Linked DNA regions of Podarcis muralis: region 2 is linked to region 1. Evidence: chromatin contacts called from public Hi-C data. All regions are on one chromosome and are shown on one strand. Each heading gives the region's core, a stretch centred on a gene start, on an enhancer-like site or on the middle of the called end of the contact. The rest is flanking DNA. Distances are from core to core; before and after follow the strand shown. Region 1 holds the start of GRWD1 (glutamate rich WD repeat containing 1). Region 2 holds the start of SYNGR4 (synaptogyrin 4).

Region 1 (6,444 bases), core at 497-2,996:
TGCCCCTTCTCAGACCAAACCGCTGCGATCTGTGATCCACCCAATTCTGTCACCTATCGAAACAACAACAGACCATTAAGGTAGAGAACTTTGCCAGAGCAGAGTGAGAGACCAGCAGGAAATATGGCTCGTACCCGAACTCTGTTAATACCCCCATAATGGGGGACCATGGCCAGTTCCAATTGGGGTTTTTTCTCTTCGTCTTCATCACTTTCACTGTCGCTGCTACTCTCTGACCCTGAAGAATCCTTGCCAGCGCGTTTGGTCCCATAGAGGTGGTGCATCTTCATCACCATCAGCCTATTTGCAGGGGGGGGGGGGAGAGAAAACGAGAGACATTTAAATGGTGGGAACTACAGTTCCCAGCATTCCAGACAACTGACCGCAAAGCTGAATCTAACAAGGGAAGGCCAGGGGTCCCACATCCCTGCCACAGGCCCGCTTGTCCTGGCTTCAGTAGGACAAGTGTAGCTGGCTTGTTGGAAGCCAAGCTCCTCACAAACTCACCTGTTGGCATTGGCAGTTTCAGCCTGAGTTCCAGCACAAAGGAGAAGGCTCAGCGGGTAGGTGGTTCGATTCTCTCCCAGGGCATCTCGCAAAATGTCAAAGCTCAAGCAAGGGGAACCTGCACAGGGTCGGAGGAGACACAGGGACATCAGCATTCATTTCTGTGGCAATTCCCCTCTTTGCCCCGTATCTACTGTGAGTTTTCTTCATCACGATGATTTACAGTCATTACCTTCCTTGCGGAATGCAAACAATTGTTTATATCTTAACATATACACATATGCAACACATGGTGGTATGTAAATTTACTGCAGATTTAGTTTTAGGCCTCTCTGCCAGAAATGTTTATGCTGAAATTGCTTTGTGGTGTTTTTAATATTTGTCTCACCTTTTTGATATAAGTAGTACAACAGGTCTGGCACAGCCCTCAGCTTCTAGTTCTGTACTCACAGTTACTAACTTTGTGGAAAAACATGCAGTGGAATCTATTTTGAATCTTACTATTTAGCCACAGCTCTTGCAACTTTACCAACGTGGCTGGTGAGAATTAAGAGGTCATGGGTTTGCTACAAATGAGGTTCAGTGCATACCCCTTGTTGTTTTAAACTTATCCACACACACACACACCCCATATCTTCTGGCCCCTAAAGGACGCTCCTAACCTACAGCCACTCATCATATGCCATGCCACATTCCCATAATATTTGTGGCTGAGGTCTTTAGGAGTCAGGCTCGCCTATACAATCAAACTAACCCATGTGTGGCCCACATCGAAGAACCAATGCATCTATACCCTGACAAATTCCCACCTCCATTCCTCCCTGTCTACAATCTTGGAATCCTTTCCCGTTCACCTTAGCAAGCGTCCCCTTCCTTTCCAGTCCAAAAAGACAGACCCCCCCTCCTTTCTCCAATACATGATCTGACCTGTGCCTGCGCGATGATAGAGGCGATAGGCACCCTCGTCCATCACCAGTTCTTCCCCAGGTGCTGGAGGGGCCCCCTGTCCTGGCACATAAGCTCCCCCTCGACCCTTCTCTTCGTCTTGCCCCTTCTCCTCCATTTCCATGTCCTCATCCTCCTCATTGCTGCTACTGGAGCCGCTGCTCGGCTCATTCCATGTGCTGGGCTCCTCCATCTTGAAAGCGGGCAGCTGCTCTCCATAGCCACGCCCCACTATGGGCTCGGCTTCCCATTTCCTCTTTCGATGACGTATACTCAACATAGACGCAGAAATTGGAGACTAACGCGAGCACCTCGATTTACAGTGTCCATATTTCTCTTTGAGGAGCTCGTTAGCATGACTTCTCTGCATGTAAAGCTCTGACTTTTGAGTTGCGAGGGCATTCCAGAGACCACTTTAAATTGATTTAAACTTTAAATACCGCTGAGGTGTATTTTGTATGGAAGATTTTCAATTTTCAAAATAACTCCGTCGGGTGAGAAGCTAGACCTTCCTTATTTTTTTAAAAAAAGATTTACTTTTCAAGTTTATACACTTCACTAAATTTGAAATCATTTTGACATTTCAAAACTTCACTTCCTCCCCCCTCTTTCTACGGTTTATTAAATTTATTTTTAATATCTTCTGCATGTCCGAATTACCTTAATTTGCTCATTTATTCATCTTTAAATATATGAAACTGCAGGTTATTACAATAATGCTGCCAATGTTTTTATCTATTTACAATTTATCTAAATATTCAATAAACCATTTCCATTCTTTTATGAAAATTGTGTCATCTTGATGTCTTATTCTTCTGGTAAGTTTCGCCATTTCTGCAAATTCCGTAAGTTTTTGTATCCATTCTTCCTTTGCTTCTTTCCATTTTATGGCAAGTAACATTCTTGCCACTGTAGTAGCATACAAGAATAAGTTTCTATACGGTTTAGGTAGTTCTGTCCCTAAGAAGCTATACCTTTTTTATCATCAATAGCTTTGGGATGTTTCATAGGAAGCGAATAATAAATTAATAATAAAGTTGTTAAGCACCGTTTAACAAGGCTGCTTGTTGTGCCAAAGGCTGGAGGTGGTGTAGCGTTAATGTTTTAATATAAAATCCCTGGACTTCAATTGCAGAGTTCTTGTAACTTATTCAGCTTCAGCGCCCCATCCTACCCGTTAGGAATAAAAAAGAAGGCTGAGTATTTGATTTGCATTTGCGGCACAATTTGCAAATATTTTGAGACTTTATACAAACAGACACGCACATTCGTCACAAAAAACAAGAACTTAAAAGAGTATAAAACCACGTTTCAAGTAGATTCTACTTAGGGGCACGCTTCTGCCCAACCATAGCTACATATTCCTGAATTTCTGCTTTGTGTCCTATGGGCTGCTATCACTTTCACTCGACATCCGAGGGGAAATTACGTCAAAACGATCATTGTCCCGTGTTTGACTATTGGAATGATCGCTCTAAAATTTTTGGTCTACGTTTCTCAAAAGGGAAACGCTAATTCACTTAAAAGGAAAAAGGAGCAGGTGGCCATATTGGAAAACGTTATTCATTCTCCCTCTCCCGGTTGGAGTTCAAAAATCCTGCCCCTAGTAACTCAGCGGGTCAAAGTCTTCCTTCCGCACTTTGAATTCAAATTAAGATATTTTAGGTAAGAGAGTTTAGAAGCCTTATTAAGCGTTAGCACCCAGTCACATTTTTTAAAAGCAGAATGCCGCCATCTTTATTAAGGGAAACTGCTGTTTTAAATAAATGCAGTCTTACAGAAGTTTCTCTCTGAAAGTCAGCGCTGGAAATCAGAGTTGTGGGAAGATGGAATGGCGGTAGCCCTTTTTTATGGTTTGCGCGGCTTTATTCCTCATTGAAAACACGGTAAAAGGTGAGCGCCATTTTGAGTATGGGCAGAGAATGCCTGCCGCCATTTTGAGAGGCGCTACTCCCGGACCGCCACCATCTTAGAAAAGGGCAGTCGGCAGCCGCGCTGTCTCTAAAGAGGCCGTGCACTGCATACCGATGCACCTATTAATTTCCCCCCGAAACGGCCATTTTAAGTGTGGGCAAGTTTATCAAAGGACATTTTGGAACAGGGCAGAGGACTCCCTTCCCCCACAAAGAGCGCTATCCCGAAGCGCCATTTCAGAAAAGGGCAATTGGTTCCATTACCATGGCAACCGACTATTCACCGCAGCCTTATTGATTTATTTAAATTTTGTTTTTAAAGTGCTACTGAAAGGCTCAGTGGTATCCTCCACTTCAGGCGCCTGTTGCTTTTCTCCCCATAAACCCAGCCGCGGTAATTCTATAAATTATTCTACTTCACAGCACTTAAAAATTCCTATCCTCTCGTTGTTCTCTCCTCACTTTCAATGAATTAATTATCTAGTTAAAACGCACACAAATGCGCAGTTTTGACTACTGAGATAGGAACATAGGAATCTGCCTTATGTTGAGTCAGACAATTGGTCCATCTTGCTCAGAATTGTCTACACTGACTGGCAGCTGCTCTCCAGGGCTTCAGGCAAGAGTCTCCCAACTCCACCCAGAGATGCTGCAGATCGAACCAGGGACCTTTGGCTTGCACTGAGCTATGGCCCTTCATATTGCAATAACCGGAACAATGTCATCAATCCGCTAACCCAGAAATAGTACCTTGGGTTAAGAACTTTGCTTCAGGATGAGAACAGAAATTGTGCTCTGGTGGCGCGGCAGCAGCAGGAGGCCCCATTAGCTAAAGTGGTGCTTCAGGTTAAGAACAGTTTCAGGTTAAGAACGGACCTCCGGAACAAATTAAGTACTTAACCCGAGGTACCACTGTATAAGTAAGACATCCGTGAAAGTGGTTTAAAGGTTTTTATTACAAACATAGGAGTTTATATACGCAGAAGAACAAAAGCAGCCAGCCATACCAAGCAAACTAGATTATTAGTTTATTTTTAGTACTAGGCCTTAGCCATGGCATATGCATAATAAGTACTTGTGTCTCTGAGCATGGGCAGACTGTTCCTGAATAGCCACAGCTAGCTCTCAAACATTTGGGATTTCTGGCAGGATTTCTATGTCAAAGGAGGTGATTTTTGGAGCAGGTGCGAACTGCAGTATTTATTTTCTTAGGAATTAATTGCCTGGATAGCTCTGTTGGTTAGTGTATGGTGCTGATACCACAGAGGTTGCAGGTTTGATCCCCATATGGGGCAGCTACATATTTCTGCATTGCAGGGGATTGGACTAGATGATCCTCAGGGTCCCTTTTGCGTCTACAATTCTATGATTTCTAGTCCCAACCATTCTTGGAAGACAGAATTAAGTATGACTTCAACTATGTCATTTTCCACCACGTAAAACAAAACCAAATAAAAATAGTCACAAATAGTCTCCTTTCCTACAGTTGCCTAGCTTATGCTGCACTTACCTGGGCGTAATCACCATTGATTCCAATGGGGCTCAATTTTGAGGGATTACATAGGAGTGCGCCTGTTAGTACCTCATTCACTTTTCTCCCTTTTTCTTATTCAAAAGGTTATCCACTGGATTTCAGCAGGACATAGGGACTGACGTGACTTGCCTGCTAGAGAAGGAGTACTGTACTTACATGGTGAGTTTACATTGAAACAGCTCACTTAGTCAGCTACGAATGATTATGCCTCTGTGTGAGTAGAGAACTTTAGAAGATTCTGCTGACAAAGTTGCACTAATTCTGTATTTTGGATTTTTGACCAAACTCTCAAGGAATTCAAGAAGTATGAGGAGATGTTATTATATGTAATATCCTTTTACTGAAAGAGATTTCCCCAGAACCCAGCCAATATGGGTGTGGCTGAGAAAATATAAGAAGCTTTCAGGGAGAGGACAATTTGAACTATAAAATCCCTACTTTTGTGTCAGGGGCAGTGGGAACACACAAAGTTTTTAGGATCGCCAACTTTTGAAATAAAAAAATGGTGGCTGGATGTGGAGCCAAGTACAGATCTGGCAGTGGCAGAGTCAGGTTTTGGGGGGTTAATCTAATAATAATAATAATAATAATAATAATTTTTATTTATACCCCGCCCTCCCCAGCCAAGGCTGGGCTCAGAGCGGCTTACAAGCAATAATAAATCTAGCCAAGTCAGAGTTGTCAGAGTCCTCTAGATCCTAAGCAAAATACACACACACACTGGTTAAAGGATAAAATAGCAAAATCCTCTTGCTCTTGAGTGGTTTAAAAATGGCAGGAGAGAGCAGCAAAAGGCCCACCACCTCAAGGTGTATGCCTTTAACAGCTGCATGGCAATGCCACTGTAGAATATCTGGATTTTTTACTGTCAAAGTCCTTGTCAAGACAAAGAAAGGTGACAACCTTACTGTGCAATCTCCTGTGTCACTGAGTGCATACTCAACTAGGTGAAAATAAAATAAAAGGGCAAAAGCAATACTTCAATCACAGCATAAGCTCCTTTCACCCACCCTAGTCCATTATATTCATGTGGATTTTGCTTATTCTTGCATACACTCCCAACATTTTAAATTGAAACTCCCAATTGAGTTCCCCAATTTTCATACTTACTGAGCCCTCTCCACTGTACAAACAGTGTACACTCAGGTCTCAGTTCAGAGCCTTGTGTCAACAGAAACCTGAATGTACACTGTTGGAGGCAGTAGTCCTCTGAATGCCAATTGCAGGAACTCCGAGGAGCGGGAGAGTGCTGTTGCACTCGGCTCCTTTCGGGCATCTGGTTGGCCACTGTGAGAAAAAGGCTCCTAGACTCAATGTGTCATTGGCCTGATCCAGGCTCTTCTTATGTTCATTTTATTACAAACTGAATTTAAAAGATTCATGGGAAAACCCGACATTCAGCAGTGGCACATGCCATTCTTTAAAATAACACCACTACCCAGTTTTGCTAAAAAGCCCATAATTGTTCCTAGATATCAACAATATTTATTTATTTAATGACTTAATCAGCACATATTTACCTGGCCTTTCAGCCGAAAAGGTTCC
Region 2 (6,746 bases), core at 1,010-3,509, 150 kb after region 1:
TGGTCTGAGAATTCCCGCAAAGTTGTAATCACTTTCCTCATTCTGTAGTTTCCTTTTTGTCACTAGAAGAAAGCTGGATTTTGAGAGCTGCGGGAAACAAAAGTTGGGAAACATGAAATAGATTAGAAAAGAAGCATGAGGCAGGAAAACACTACTAAGTTTCTACCTACCAACACCTGAAAATTCAAAAGTAGTACAGTTTATCAAGGCATCTTTCCGAGACCTACAAGGGTCTCGCCCAATCACCAGACTCTAAGGTGAGTATCTGACCACTGTCATGCCAAAAGCACAGTAAAGCCAATAAAATTAACTTAATAAATTTCTTCTCTACATCTGTTTAGATTAGAATTTACGAAGAAGCAAAGCAAATGTATAATCTTAACTGATATGTAGTTGAAGTTTTGTAAAGATTAAATTGATTGGGTGGTTCAGTTCAGGCAGTGCTTCATTTGCTTTTTTAAAAGCCCATAAGGTTGGGAAACCTTAATGAAGCAATAAGTAATAGTGCACTGGGATGAGACTGACCGAAATTTAATTTAATTGCCAATATATATATATATTGCCCTGAAACTGCAGTAGTGAGAAATTTGCATTTTTATTTTTCAATGAGAACTATGGAGTTTTATTACAGATCTTGGGAAGGATTCACCTAACCAGGCCCTTAGCAGAAATCCTGTGCAAGAGCTTCCACTTGCACAACAGGGCTTTCCCTTCTCCTCTCCCCTCCACCCCCTGCAATTGGTTCTGAGGAGTTAGGGGGAATCCCTAGAACAACACAACGCAGAAGAATGGGGGGTGGATGTGTTGCACAGATGGAATTGCCTGGAAAAGCAAGACATTGAACTCCAACCTTTGATACTTGCTGTCTTTTGATTCCACAAGCATCATATGGCAATTCTTCTGAGATAATTACTCTTTAAATAATTGCCTAAATTATGGACAGGCTATGAACATTTTGGATTAGACCAATCTAGTATGTGCTCCAGGCCTAATGTACTGGAACTAACCATGCATTATACAAGCATTATGGGCTTGAATAAGATTTCTCCAAATTTACCCCAAAGTTATATTTTACAAAATGAATCTGAGCAAGCTTCTTGAAATTATTCAGTAAAATCATGGGCAATAGTTTATTGCACAGCACACCGCACCATCATGAAGCCCCAACAGCCAAACTAGCACCGATCAAAAATTGAACTTGTTTTGTATGGCAGACAAGTGTTCCCCCAGTTTCTGTCTTTGTTTTCTGCACCTAATTAATCTATTGATTTTCCAAGCAAGTAAACGAAACTCGAGAATTGTTTTGACTTCTAACTTTCCTGTATTTTTAAACATTTTCTGCTTCACACATCTTATAAAAACAGAACGAAACGTTGCATGGATACATTCCCTGACCCCCGCCATAAAGAGCATGCCTGCAGTTTATTTCTCACTGTTTCTCATCAAAATAGGTTTGGTGTGAACCTGGCTGTATCCTTTGACCTTTTCCCCTTCACCATTAAAATCAAAATCAGAACTTATCTACTTGGACATTTCCCATTCACCACAGTAGTGGGGCAAGTAACAAAGTGGCCTGTATCTTAAACGTTCATTGGTAAATATGAAACTCATTGAGGCTATTTCCATCAAAAGCAGGAGTCAGCAAGTGCGGTGCTTAATGAGTGTTGGGTTTAGATAAGGAGACATGGGCTCAAATCCCTGCTTGGCTATTAATCTCGCAGGACTGCTGTGCAAGAGTGCCTATCTTTCAACCTAAACTATTATCCAGGAGTGGTGTGAGGAGATATTATGAAAGCCCAATTATGGCCCTTTCTGACAGGAATAAAAAAAAATATGCTCCTTGGCATCACGGGACTGACCACTTGCGCCTCCTCAAAAACTGATGAGGAACTCGCTGTATTACCACATCTCAGTTCCTCTTTTGTAAAAAAAAATCCTTAATAAACCCAGTTTCTTCCTCACCTCCCACCCCTTCAGAAACTCCCTTAGACTTGGAGGTTATTTTCCCGCCTTTTGCGCCCCCGCGCACGGAGGGTGGGGAAAACAAATAGAGCGTGTGAGCGAACTCGAAGCCTGACTGGTCGGACAGCCGCCGCCTCAGCAAGGCAGTTGGAAAAGAACGGTTGATATAGGGCGGGGCGCCAAAGGAGCGCGCGACGGCGTGCGCGAGGATCCTACAATTCTGTATGCTGGAGCAGACCGCAGACAAAGCTGCGCGTGCGCAGTTTGCACCGACAGCCCGAAAAGTGGAGGCGGGTGCGGGGAAAGGACGTGTTGCACGCTCAGTTTAGCTAAGGAGAGGGGGGGGGGGAGAACGATTCTCTGCGCCTGCGTGTTTCTGAAGTTGAAGTATTCTTTTGCCCGTCCGCAACGTGGACCGTGACTCTGTCATGGACATAGAGTTTATAGAGAAAGGGTTAGAGTGATGAAACGATCGAATTTGCAGTTAAAAAATGAAGGGAAGTCTGCCTTTTGCCGGCGTAGAAAGGCGTCGCTCTGAATCACAGAAATGATATGCTGAAACTCTTGTATAAACTATGTAGGAAATGGGAGTGAAAAACCAGTTTTTAAACTGTGCATAATTAACCCTGTGCATGATACCCTTCTACAATTTTCTAGATCTGTAGCATAAACTCGCGAGCACAGTGCTGAACGGCTAAGCAAGCGCCTGACGTACAGGAGAGCTGAAGTCAAAGGCGCTAGTGCGCTTGCGGGGGAAAGGATGCTCCGCCCCCCGGGGCACAAATAAGGAACGAAGGGCGGGAAAGAAGCTTGCGCGTGCGCACTAAGACCAATGTCAGCCCAGAGGTTAGGAACCTACTCCCTTGTATGGTGGGCTTCCCGCCCTCCGCCCCGTTTGAAACGGGCCCAAAGTGAATGCAAAGGCTTTTTCTTCCAGGAGGAGGAAGGAATCACTGCTTAGTCTGTAAGTTGGTGAGAGCATCGCTATTCTCATCAGTTCAGCCAACTATTAATGTGTTTTGGGGCAGTGACCTTTGACCTCACCCCACCTCCTGTTTGGCTGATCTGATTTGGACCAGGCCCACTTACACAGGTGGTGGTGGCACTGTTGTGCAGAAGACCTCTGACCTGGCTGCTCTGGCCAAGGCTCTGACCGCAAGGAGCCTTCCCTCCCCTGTCCAGGGACAGTTCTTGGCCTCCATGGTGCGGCCAAGACTTTGGAAGTCTTTGACTTTGTTGCTTTGAAGAAAGATGTGCCCGTTACTGGCTAATGCCCGCTGTATCCCACTTGCAAATTAGGGTCGTTTTTGAAAGCCTTTGGAAAGGAAGCTGAACATGCCTGACTGGTAAACCTTGAACTTTCCTAGAATGCTGTGTGCAGCGCGGTTAGCCTTAGGGGCTGGGGTTGTAGGGTTGCCATCCCGTGGCAAGGCCTCCCTCGTCGCCAAGATGGTGAAATACCGGAAGATGCGGAGACCAGTGGAGCCAGAGAACTGGACGGTGGACTATCGGGAGAGATACATCCCCTTTTCCAAGGACTACCTGGTTGATGCTCTAGTGAAGGTATAACATGGGCTCTGCATGGGTTCATAATAAGTTATGAACATAGTGTTGTGACTGGGCTTTTTTTTTTTTTTTTGCTGGGGTGGGTCAGTCTGTATGATGCTTGAGCCCCTTCTGATCCCCTGGATCCAGCAAGGGTTAAAAGCTAACAACGAATTCCATTGTTAAATTAGTCCAGCAAGGGTCGTAGTTGCCACCTAAGTACCATATAAGTATGGTCATTAGTATAACAGGAGATTGCCCTGTGCCAGAGGGCAAATGGGTGCCCCCCCCCACCTGACTGGTAGTGAGAAAGACGGTAGGCAGAGTTGTGTGTCAAACCTGGGTTGGAATCAGAGAGAGCCATGCTTGATCTCTGCTTGAATCCAACGCTGTGGCTGGGAGAAGCAAGACTGTTTGCAGTGTTAATGCTGTGAGCCCTTCCATCGTAGGCTAAGGTTGTATATACGTGTAAATAAACCAGATATCCTAAAGACACCACAGTCTCCACTGTCCCTCATTCCAAGGAAACCAAACCTTGGGGAAGCGCCTGGAACCCCTGGAAATCTCGCACCGCTCAGAAATTGGGGTGGTGTGCAACAATATGTTGCGTGTCAGACTCAGAATCCTCTTCTCAGCTAGCTTGTCGTACTTAAGGTTGTACAGCTAAGCTGAAGCTAAACTTAAATGAATACATATGGCAATTGGCTTACTTTTGCATGAGGCATTCAGATCCTTGAGTGCTGTACTGTATAGCATTTATTGGCCCAGTAACTTGGGCTACCTTGGTACAGAAGATGTTTTGTTTTACAATGATTGTATGTGTTCTTGGGTGCAACTCATTCTATATTGAAGCCTGCTCCTCCCAGCCACCCACCCCAATCCCAGAGCCTGCTGCATCCTGATGCTTGGTGTGGAAACAGTACGAAACTTTTGCTCTTTAACACATCTTGCATTCTACAAGAGTGCGTGGTGTTGAATCTAACAAGCGATGATGGCCCTTCTAGAAAGTTTAATCGCTACTAGGATGGCCCAAGTAGGGGTATGTGAAGAGCACAGACATTAAGAAATGAATATTTGGGTGTGGGAAAACTTAATGACAATGGCTGGTCCAAGTAAAATTTATGTCTAATAATTTAAGAGTATTTAAGCTGACTTTCAACACACAATCATAAGGTACTGAGCAAGATTAGAAATGCCAGAAGCTACTATACTGTATATCACTGGGCATACTTAAGTATAGTAAACAAACTTTGCATGATAGTTCCTGAGATCAAGGAGCAGGTTTCTTTCTGTGTTTGGATACAGTTGGGTGTGCTTCTGAATCAAGATGACAGACTGAACATTTCATAACTAGCCTGATTTTAACTACTGATTTTTTGGTTTCTTGGAATTTCTGAGCAAATTGGATGAGGCTGCTAGTATACAATACATTCAGTTAAAGCACTAAAAAATTAATATTAATAGAATAAAATCCGCAATAAGAAAACTTCAACTAATTTCCAAATATCTGGTATAATAAGAATATCTTCATCAGTTCCTTCCTTGAGGAGGAAGGGTGGGATATAAATTAAATAAATACAGGCGGTGACCATTTCACACGGGGATTCGATTCCCAACCCCTGCATATGTTGGCAGAGTGCGTATAAGCACATCTCGCCCCCATTATGCCCCTGTTAAGCCGCCTTCTGTGCATTGGTGATCATGCATCAGTTGGATGTGCCTAAAATGGTGGCTGCCTGTAATAGGAAATAATAATAAAAGAGTCGGGGAAGTGAATGAGTTTTTTGAAGGGGATTTTTCTGTAGCTCCGAAGCCACTACACTATTTGCTGAACAAGTGTAAAATGAGGGAAGTGAAGGCAGAAAGGGGATGTGGATTATTGAGAAGAGGGCTGTTGTTCCAGAGCAGAAAAGGAAGAAAGGGATATAAGGAGAGGTGAAAGAGATAGTTAAGGAGATAGTTAAGAGCTTCTAGCATTCCAGGATTTCCCTGCGGTTCAGAAATTGTATGATGTTACTCTGGAGACCCTTGGGAACTCCATTGTATATATTATTATCAACCTTATTAACATATTTTTATCTTCAGTATGTGAATGGAATATTTTGATAGGAGCTTTATGTCAGAGAGGAAAGCCCCCCTTTGTGAATTGGGAGAAGGAAGGAAAGAACAGAGTGGCTGCATGTTCTTGGAGAGCATCACCTTCAGAAGCTAGGTCAAGAGAATGCCTTCCTGACACGTTTCATTGACAAACAGATAGGGATAGCTGGTGGCCCTCTGGGCTGGCGACACTGAACAATATGGAGCAGGCTTAGTGCTAAGTGTGCAATGAGATCATGCTCCATTGCGAGTAGGTATGTGGGGTGTGGGTGTATAGAGAGAGAGAGAGCACTATATGTTTTCCCACCTTGATGTTAACGGTGTATGGAACCTGCAGCAAGCACCTTTTGTATTTTCTTTTATTTCCATCCAGGATTTCTTTCTCGCTGACTTGGCCACCCCAGCTATAGTCAAGAGACTTATAAAGTAAGGACCAGAAGACTATCTACTCCTTTCTCCCCCTCCCCTGTGGGAGGTGTAAAACATACAAAAGCCAATTATAAATTACCTAATGTTTGAGCTTCACTCACTCATGTGTATACTCATAGGAATATAAGAAAGTGCTTTGTATCAGGTCAGACTATTTGTTCCTCTAGCTTAAGACTATGTAGGCACCATTCATGAAAAGCCCATGACTCCGCCCCACCCCACCCCCCAAATTCTGGGGTCTGTAATTTGTTAAGGGTGCTGGGCAGGGCTTTTTTCAGGAGGAACTCAACAGGAACTCAGTACAGTTGAGCTCCGGCTCCTCTCTGGTGAGCGCCATTGCCATTCTAAGAAAATGAGGGTGGTGGTCACAGTGACCTCTTTCTAGAAAAATAACACTGGTGCCAGGGATTGTAGCTTTGTGATGGGTAAACTGCAGATCCCAGGATTCTTTGGAGAAAGCCATGTGCCTTAAATGTATGATGTATATGAAGCCTAAGTATTGACTAGCAGTGGCTCTCCAGAGTCTCAGGCAGCAGTCCCTTCACATCACCTGATCCCTGATCTCATATATATATATATATATATATATATATATATGCAGGTTTTGGTGTCCTCGGGTGTCTTCCCGTGTAAAAGTTGGGGTGTCTAGGCGACGTTTCGACGAGGTCTCACTCGTCATCTTCAGGCTGGTGTTTTCGGCTTCTTGTTACTGG

The links. A called contact is a pair of places that touch in the nucleus more often than the background predicts.
Region 2: a Hi-C map of blood shows a contact between it and region 1, with 7 times the contacts expected there. The contact joins the promoter of SYNGR4 here to the promoter of GRWD1 in region 1. A contact is called at or near these places in 2 of 3 Hi-C or Micro-C datasets (blood and tail).

What each region holds. Positions count from the first base shown.
Region 1 is chr13:18,207,185-18,213,628 of rPodMur119.hap1.1, forward strand. GRWD1 (glutamate rich WD repeat containing 1) reads right to left here and starts at 1,747. Exons shown (of 7, transcript XM_028703249.2): 1 at 1,435-1,747; 2 at 508-625; 3 at 135-300; 4 at 1-53. The coding sequence starts at 1,732. It overlaps LOC114581490 (a long non-coding RNA gene), which reads left to right and starts at 2,990. Exons shown (of 3, transcript XR_003703346.2): 1 at 2,990-3,117; 2 at 4,983-5,058.
Region 2 is chr13:18,358,876-18,365,621 of rPodMur119.hap1.1, forward strand. It overlaps SYNGR4 (synaptogyrin 4), which reads right to left and starts at 2,260. Exons shown (of 5, transcript XM_028701585.2): 1 at 2,179-2,260; 2 at 1-87. The coding sequence starts at 41. It overlaps LOC114581445 (transmembrane protein 143), which reads left to right and starts at 2,685. Exons shown (of 7, transcript XM_077917056.1): 1 at 2,685-3,525. The coding sequence starts at 3,331.